2 separate regions of the Mus musculus genome follow, and region 2 is linked to region 1. The links are chromatin contacts, called in public HiChIP or PLAC-seq maps. All regions are on one chromosome and are shown on one strand. The core of a region is the stretch at or near the end of the contact, and the rest is flanking DNA. Distances in the headings are between cores, read along the strand shown.

Region 1 (3,630 bases), core at 409-2,908:
TTTCACTCCTCTTTCCTTTTTCTTTTGGTTTTTCGAGACAGGTTTCTCTGTAGAGCCCTGGCTGTCCTGGAACTCACTCTGTAGACCAGGCTGGCCTCAAACTCAGAAATCTGCCTGCCTCTGCCTCCCAAGTGCTGGGATTAAAGGCGTGCGCCACCACTGCCCGGTGTGTGCTGCTATCTTAGTTCACTGACTCAACTGACTGACTAGAACTCAGAGATCTGCATGCCTTTGTCTGTTGCGTGTTGGGATTAAAGGTGTGTACCTGGACCTAAGCTTTTCTTTAGCTGAAACTTTCTGTATACCAGGCTGGCCTTGAACTCACAGATCTGCTTGCCTCCATCTCCAGGGATTAAAGGTGTGTCTGTGTTCCAACTGGATCACACAGACCTATGTAGAGGGAACATCTTGTGTATTGTATGGATTAAAAATTTAAAAAAACCTATGGCCTATAGAAAAGGGTAGAATAGAAGGTGGAACATCCAGGAGGCAGAAAGAATTCTGGGATAGGGCCAGGTCCCGGGTTCATCCAATGTAATGAGACAGATACATGGTATCTGAGCACAGGTAACTAGTCACATGGCAGAATGTAGATTTGAGTAAATGGATTATAGTAAATTGTGATCTAGTTAGGGAAGAGCCTAGCTATATGGCCAAGGTATTTGTAAATATATTTTGAATCTGAGTCTTATTTCTGGGAGCATGTTGCTGGGAGGAAGAACCAAGTTCAAACTTCTACAGACCCGAAAGTCTTTGGATGTGACCCCTTGCCAGAGTAGCCATGTTGCTGTATTACAATTTCTCTACACACGTAGAAGACACCTGAGCAGTTCTCTTCAAAATTAAGATGGACAGAGCCCTGGGCCAGGTCCTAGACAGTTGGAAAAGCTGGCAACTTCGGGGATCTCAACAACCCTTGCAGCCTACAAGAAGCAGGGCCAATGGTGGTTTTCTATATGTAGTAAGCACTAGAGAACTTCAGGACAGTGTTAGAGAACAAAAGTGCCTGTGGGCTCCCGGCATGTAGAACCAGATATGACCACAAGGTGACAGCAGCACCCTTCATACCGGTCAGAAGCTAGGCCAGGGGGTGGCCTGTCTTTCCAAGCCGGCAGCAGGCCAGCTGTGACTTGCAGAGTCTGACTTAGAGGGCAACTAGGGCTCCTCACAACAAGAATACCTCCCTCTTCAGGCTTAGGCCTGTGATGTGGTCCCTGCTCTTTTTGTAAGTTCCTCTCTCTTGTCTTCTTTCTTATTCTTTCTCTGTCTCTCTGCCTCCTCATCTCTACCTTTGTCTATTTCCCTTTGTCTGATGGTGTCTTTCTGTTTGCCTGTCTTTCTTTGTCTGCCTTCCCTTTTGATCCTGAACTGTCTGGGTCCAGATCCTAGGACTCCCTTTTTAGCTGGGTTGTCTCCAGATGGTACCATAACTTTCTACTCCTCAGGGTCCTTATTTCTGACACGGGAAAGCAGCTTCTGCAGTAAGTGGGGCTGCTATAGGGCTCAGACGAACAGTGGGGTATCTGGGAGGATCATGGTCTTGCACATACATGTGTTACATTAACGTGAAGAATCCTCTGTTTTGTGTGGTCTGGGCATGTGTTTCAGACACACTCTTCATCCTTCTCAGTCAGCTCGTTCTTGTTCCTTGTACGGGTGAGTGGAGTTGAGAGAGAATAGCTGGGCATTGGTCCAGGCTCTACATAGCTCTCAGGGTCCCATTATTCCTGTGGTTTGGCAGAAAGATGTGCTTAGGTTGGTAACCTGCATAGACTTCCTAGTTCCAGAGCCAGCCTAGGGTTGTGGTCTCCAGTTCCCCCAAAGCCTAGGCCTGACTAATGTGTATGAAGTCCTTCTGTTGTTCAGAGGTGAGGGCCTAAAATGTACCAAAAATAGTCTACACAGCTGGGGAAGGCAGCCTACACTTTAGCAGCTGATACGCCAGAGTTCACACTGACAGAGAAGACCTTACCTGATACCACTCTGACATCTCAGACCCTTCCCAACAGCCCGGCATGGCCTGGATTCCTAGGCAGGAGATATACTGGGCAGAACCAGGAGCCTCAGCTCCTAATAGCACCCAGATGTCACCAGCACCATGGGGCCTACGGCCACATCTCTTCTCTAAGCTACTACTGCCGATGGCGGCCCAGGGGCAACACTTGAATTCTGTTTGTAATTAAAAGAAGGTGCCCTTTAAAAACTGCTCACTGTTTCTGCATCTAGGCAGCAAATTATCTCAAAGTGGATTTTCTTTGTTCTGAGAAGCTAATTGATGGGCTATGTGTATGCATAAGCACGTGCGTGTGCGTGCGTGTACATAGAATGTGCTTGGGGGGTTTTCAGCCCTTGTCACATGATGTAGACATTCAAGGGCTTTGCAAAGACACAAAGCTCCATGCCTGCCCCAGAAATAGTGGTTCATCTGGTTAGAGGGGCCTTGGCTCCCAGGAAGCTGCAATGGGCATCTTAGGAAGACTTAGATAGAATAAGGTCCTCAGGTGTCTGGTGTATAAGGGCCAGGCCCTGATGCAGAGGTCTCTGCCCAACCTTGGAGTTCCCAGTAGGCTCATCATCAGGCTAACCTTGCTTTTTTATTTTTTTTGTTTTTCGAGACAGGGTTTCTCTGTATAGCCCTGGCTGTCCTGGAACTCACTTTGTAGACCAGGCTGGCCTTGAACTCAGAAATCTGCCTGCCTCTGCCTCCCGAGTGCTGGGATTAAAGGTGTGCGCCATCATGCCCAGCTATCCTTGCTTTTGAGGCTTGATCCTAACCCTGGCCCCAGGGAATGTTGAGTTTCTTACCCAGACTCTGTGAGTAATTCCAACTCAGTCATTGTAGGCGTGCCACCTCTGTTAGGGGCTTAGAGGACATGTGAAGTCCCACCCTCTACTTCAGAATGTGGCAGAGGGGTACAGGTCATTGCAGATGGAATTTAGGGTGAAGTAGCATGTTCTAAGCCAACTATGGACATTTGCACCAATCCAGACACAAAGAAGCCATTTAAGCAGGAGGCACATTTGGGGGGAATGCTTCTATAAGTCAAGGAACTCTAAAGATTTTCAGTCTCCCTCAGCAGCTCAGGACTCAGCCTGTGAGCTCAATCCTGTTGTATAAACCATCCATAGAAGGTGGGTACTGTCTGGAGGAGGGGAAAGGGTACAACCATTAGAAAGGCATTAAGCAGGAGTATCAGCCACAGTGGGTAACAGTGGGCATTTCAATACCAAGGCTTGGCTTTCTCTGTGTACCCTGGCAGAATGCTAACTTCTTTATGAAGGTGAACCTTCTCACCAAACCCAATCTGTGTTTTCTCAAGCTAGGTTGTCTTGTGCTGTCTATGGAAAAAATTCCTCTCCTTCACTTTCTTCCTGTTCCTGGCATTATGGTGAACTATGAAGAAGTGGGTGTGGAAGGATGCTTTCTTCTGTGAAGGACAGATTCGTTCAACTCCAGCATTAGTGTCCCTGCATTCTGTCTGTTTACATCCACTGTGTCACACAGAACATCCTCAGTGGTGGCTCAGCTCATCCCTGGCCTCATTTGGCCCACAAGAGGCCAGCAAGACCTCGGGAATACAAGCGAAACCAAGACATTGTATAGTTGAGGATATCTCTGCAGTCAGAGAA
Region 2 (3,630 bases), core at 687-3,186, 290 kb after region 1:
AGAGACGGCTCAGCAGTTAAGAGCACTGGCAGCTCTTCTAGAGGACTGGACTTGATTCTCAGCACCCAGATGGCAGCTCACAAATGCCTGTCACTCCAGCCCCAGGGGATGGTACACCCTCTCCTGGCCTGTGAGCAGAACGTGCACACAGCACACAGACAAGCAGGCAGGCAAACCACCCATATACACCGAAGAAATTAAAAGGTTCAAATTTGTCTTAGAGAAAATTACAAATTCAAACAATGGAGTTGAAGGGGTTTGCAACCCCATAGGAAGAACAATATTAGCCAACCAGACCTCCTGGAGCTCCCAGGGACTAAGCCATCAACCAAGGAGTACACATGTCTCCAGCTGCATATGTAGCAGAGGGTGGCCTTGTCAGACATTAATGAGAAGAAAGGTCCTCGGTCCTATGAAGGCTAGATAGATGCTCCAGTCCAGTGTAGGGGAATCGAGGGCAGGGAGGTGGGAGTGGGATGGGTGGAGGAACACCCTCATAGAAGCAGGGGGGATGGGATAGGGGTTTCCGGGAGTGGGGAAAACAGGGAAAGGGGATAACATTTGAAATGTAAATAAAATATCCAATTTTTTTTTTAAAAGGAAATGTCAACAGCAGAGGTGACAAGAATGAACAAGATTCTACCCACACTGGGGGTGGGAAGGATGCTTTCATAAGAGAGAGAACCTAGCTTGCCCCTGGCCCCTCAGGATGCTGAACAGGTAGCACCTGGCAGCAATCTGGTCCCCACATTCAGTAAATCTGCCCATGTCACACAGTTCCCCAGGTACTGTGCAGGCAGCACCCTAACAATGAAGACTCACTGCTCCCAAGGTCACATGTGAATCAGCTCCCATAGTGGAAGAAAACCACCCAAACCTCTTACGGAGGATTCTGTGGATTTTTGGTTTTTGTTTTGCTTGTTTTTGTTTTTTTTTTTACTGTTTCCTGGGATGGGCCTGGCTCTGAGTAGCATCAGGGAACCAAGGGCTGCCTCAGGTAGGGGCTTCTAGCCGCAGCCCTCCTCACCTGCATGCCGTGGTAGCCCTTGCCCGAGTAGGCCATGAGCAGCACAATTTTTCGCTTTGGCAGCTTGCGTGGGGGCTCTTCATCCTCGCCGCCCTTGACCCTCTTTGCAGGATGCTCCGTCTCCTCCCAGACCCAGCCACCTCGGCCCTTCCTGTCCGGTTGGTGTGAGGCCAGCGCTGGTGGCACCTTGTTTCCAGCCATAGGCGGCAGGCTGAGAAAAACAGGCATGAGTGACCAAGGTGGTAAAAGCGGTTTAAAAAAAAAAAAAAAAAAAACAGAACCCTGCTCTGCCTGCCTCAGCGGTCTCTGAAAGACCTTGCCCAAAGACAAACCAACCAGCCTGGTTCATCAATGACAAGAGTGACTGAGGTTGGACAACAGCGGCAACTCGGGCGGAGTTTGAACTGGACACACAGGGAGGCAGTGCTCTGGCGGGGCAGTACAAGGCAGCGATGGAAACAAGACACAGGTAAGCAAGGAGAGGCAGACAGCTCAGGACAGTCTTGGGTTCTCAGTACAGAGGTCTCAGTACAGAGGTCGCGGAAGTCTTTACCCGGGCACGCGCGGGCCTGGGCGCGCCGTCCACCGTCCCCAGTTTCTCAGCAGTGCGGCCCACAGGCGGGGGAAGCCCATGCGCTGCGGGGTGGCGGGCACCGACCCCGGACCTCAGCGATCCCCTCCGAACTCTGCAGCCCCGAAATCCCTGCCCTGTCTTCCAGATGTCTTGGCTCTGACCCTGCGGCGCCCCAGATCCTAGGCTGACCTGTGACCCCCGCAGCCCCTGCCCACCCCCATCCAACACCACCACCCCGTCCTTAGAGATCGCGCAGCCGGCGCGCTCGAGGAGGGAGGAAAGTCCCGCCGGACCCACTCACGGCGCCGCGGAACCCCCGAAGCTGACCACGTGCACGAAGGCGGAAGCGGGCAACGTTGGAAGGCGGCCGAAGGCGGACAAAAGTCTTTCTGGGACGCGCCTAGCGGGGTGGACCCAGTGGGTGGGGCTTCCCACCAGGATCCAAGCCAGTCTAGATGCCGTTTTCCAGAGAGGGGAAAGGCTCTACGTCGGCGTGGCTTGAAAAGTGAAACAACCTCATTAAAATGTGCAGGTTAGGAATGCACCAGGGAGCCACTCAGCAGGTAATAACTGCAGATGCATAGATAGTCCCAGCACCGACTCAGTGCTACTGAGCAGGCCCTTGCCTGGCCCATGGCACCAACCCTGGCATTGGGAGGTCACAGATGCTCTCGCAGTTACACCACTGGCTTTGTGGTGTGTGGACCATCAAGTTTCCCAGCATTTGTTATTTCCAGAAGCTGCTCCAATTTCCGGACGCTGTTGTGTTTAATGACATAAAACCTTCTCATTATGTAGCCCTGACCCGCCTGGAAATCTCTCTCGTATATATCCTCCCAGATGCTGGGATTAAAGGTGTGTACCACCATACACAGCTCCTGTCCTCCAACTTTTGGCAACCCTCCAGCCTCAGCCTCCCAAGAGCTGGGATTACAAATGTGAGTCACCACATCTGACTTCACACGTTACTCTTATTTTTCTAATTTTGCCAAAGAGTGATGCACAAACAACATGAAACCTGGACATGCAGCCATGGGCACCTAAGCCCCAGTTCCTTCTCTGTGACTTCATTCCCCCCATTTTCAGGCTGTCTGATTCACCCTGAGCATTCTCACCTTTGAGAATGTATGTACCTTTGTCACTCTTCCAGAGATGAGGAGTTTTGCCAATCCCTGCTTCCATCCTTGCAGCCGCTCGTCCTTCCTACACCCATCTGGCTGACCCGGGATACTCCCCTGCTCAGACTCTTGGCTTCATTAGGTTTAAAGCCACACACGGAGACTTGGGGAACTGGGCTGGACACTTCTGAGGACCATGACTTGAGGTGACCACAGCTTGAAATGGGATAGGGAGCCTCATGTGTATGCAGGGGGAAAAACATAATCCAAGGGGACTAGGGACCAGTGCAAAGGCCCAGGGGCAGCAGTGTGCCACAGTGTGGCCAACCTAGCTCAGAACCTGCTCCTTCCTATAGGTAGAGTAATAGGGGCCAGCATTGACACTTCTGGAGTCTACAGTTAGGGAAACCACAGGGATGTCTGGTAACAGAAAGTAGTAGAAACAAAACCAGGAATCAGTAGCCTTATGGGTCTTGGCTGTGATCCCTATTCAATTGGGATCCCACTGGGCGTTGGGAGGCAAAGCCTCACAAAGGGACCTGGGGAAGAAGGGCTAACAGGAAGAAGGAACTGCCTGTGCTGAAGACTTCCAGATAGTTCACTCCACCCTGGTTCCGCACGTACTGGGGAAGGGCCCCCACGGAAAGTCCTTCCACCCCAGTATCTCTTCCTTCACCTTGCTACAGAAAGCCTTGATGTGTGTGTCTGCTGTCTAGGTGTGGCCTCTCCCTTTGATATGAGCGTGTCATGGAAGCAACCATGCAGGTCCCTAGATGTGGGAGGCATGAAGGTCTTTGTGCTCACAGATAAATACTAGCAGAATCCAGAAAGTTAAACACGCATGGTTATTCCTTCAAGGGAAGGAAATGCAAACCCTGTTTTCTGCCCAGAAGGCTGAGTCACCTTTGTGC

The links. HiChIP or PLAC-seq counts read pairs in DNA pulled down with a chosen protein or histone mark.
Region 2: an H3K27ac HiChIP or PLAC-seq map of the NIH/3T3 cell line shows a contact between it and region 1, with 6 times the contacts expected there. The contact joins the promoter of Pus1 here to the enhancer-like site in region 1. A contact is called at or near these places in 6 of 39 promoter capture datasets (the 3T3-L1 cell line, 3T3-L1-derived adipocytes, the C10 cell line and 2 more), 3 of 15 datasets of contacts at CTCF or cohesin (the NIH/3T3 cell line and pro-B cells), 25 of 484 Hi-C or Micro-C datasets (3T3-L1-derived adipocytes, the AML12 cell line, the C2C12 cell line and 18 more), 8 of 115 datasets of contacts at active chromatin or transcription factors (the NIH/3T3 cell line, cardiomyocytes, embryonic basal ganglia and 3 more) and 1 of 9 other capture datasets (pancreatic islet).

The regions. Positions count from the first base shown.
Region 1 is chr5:110,492,918-110,496,547 of GRCm38.p6, forward strand. No RefSeq gene overlaps it. Among named protein-coding and RNA genes, the nearest start is that of A630023P12Rik, 20 kb to the right of the region's middle. Within about 2 kb of position 1,659, at least 53 of the 459 cell types and tissues checked have an H3K27ac peak or open chromatin away from gene starts, as enhancers often do. A contact at or near this core is called in 3T3-L1-derived adipocytes, the C3H10T1/2 cell line, the NIH/3T3 cell line and 3 more, where this site is marked.
Region 2 is chr5:110,778,660-110,782,289 of GRCm38.p6, forward strand. It overlaps Pus1 (pseudouridine synthase 1), which reads right to left and starts at 1,937. Exons shown (of 6, transcript NM_019700.4): 1 at 1,581-1,937; 2 at 1,028-1,238. The coding sequence starts at 1,660. It overlaps Gm26515 (a long non-coding RNA gene), which reads left to right and starts at 1,234. Exons shown (of 2, transcript XR_389515.4): 1 at 1,234-1,496; 2 at 1,847-2,405. Gm15559 (predicted gene 15559) reads left to right here. Exons shown (of 2, transcript NR_152254.1): 2 at 1-601.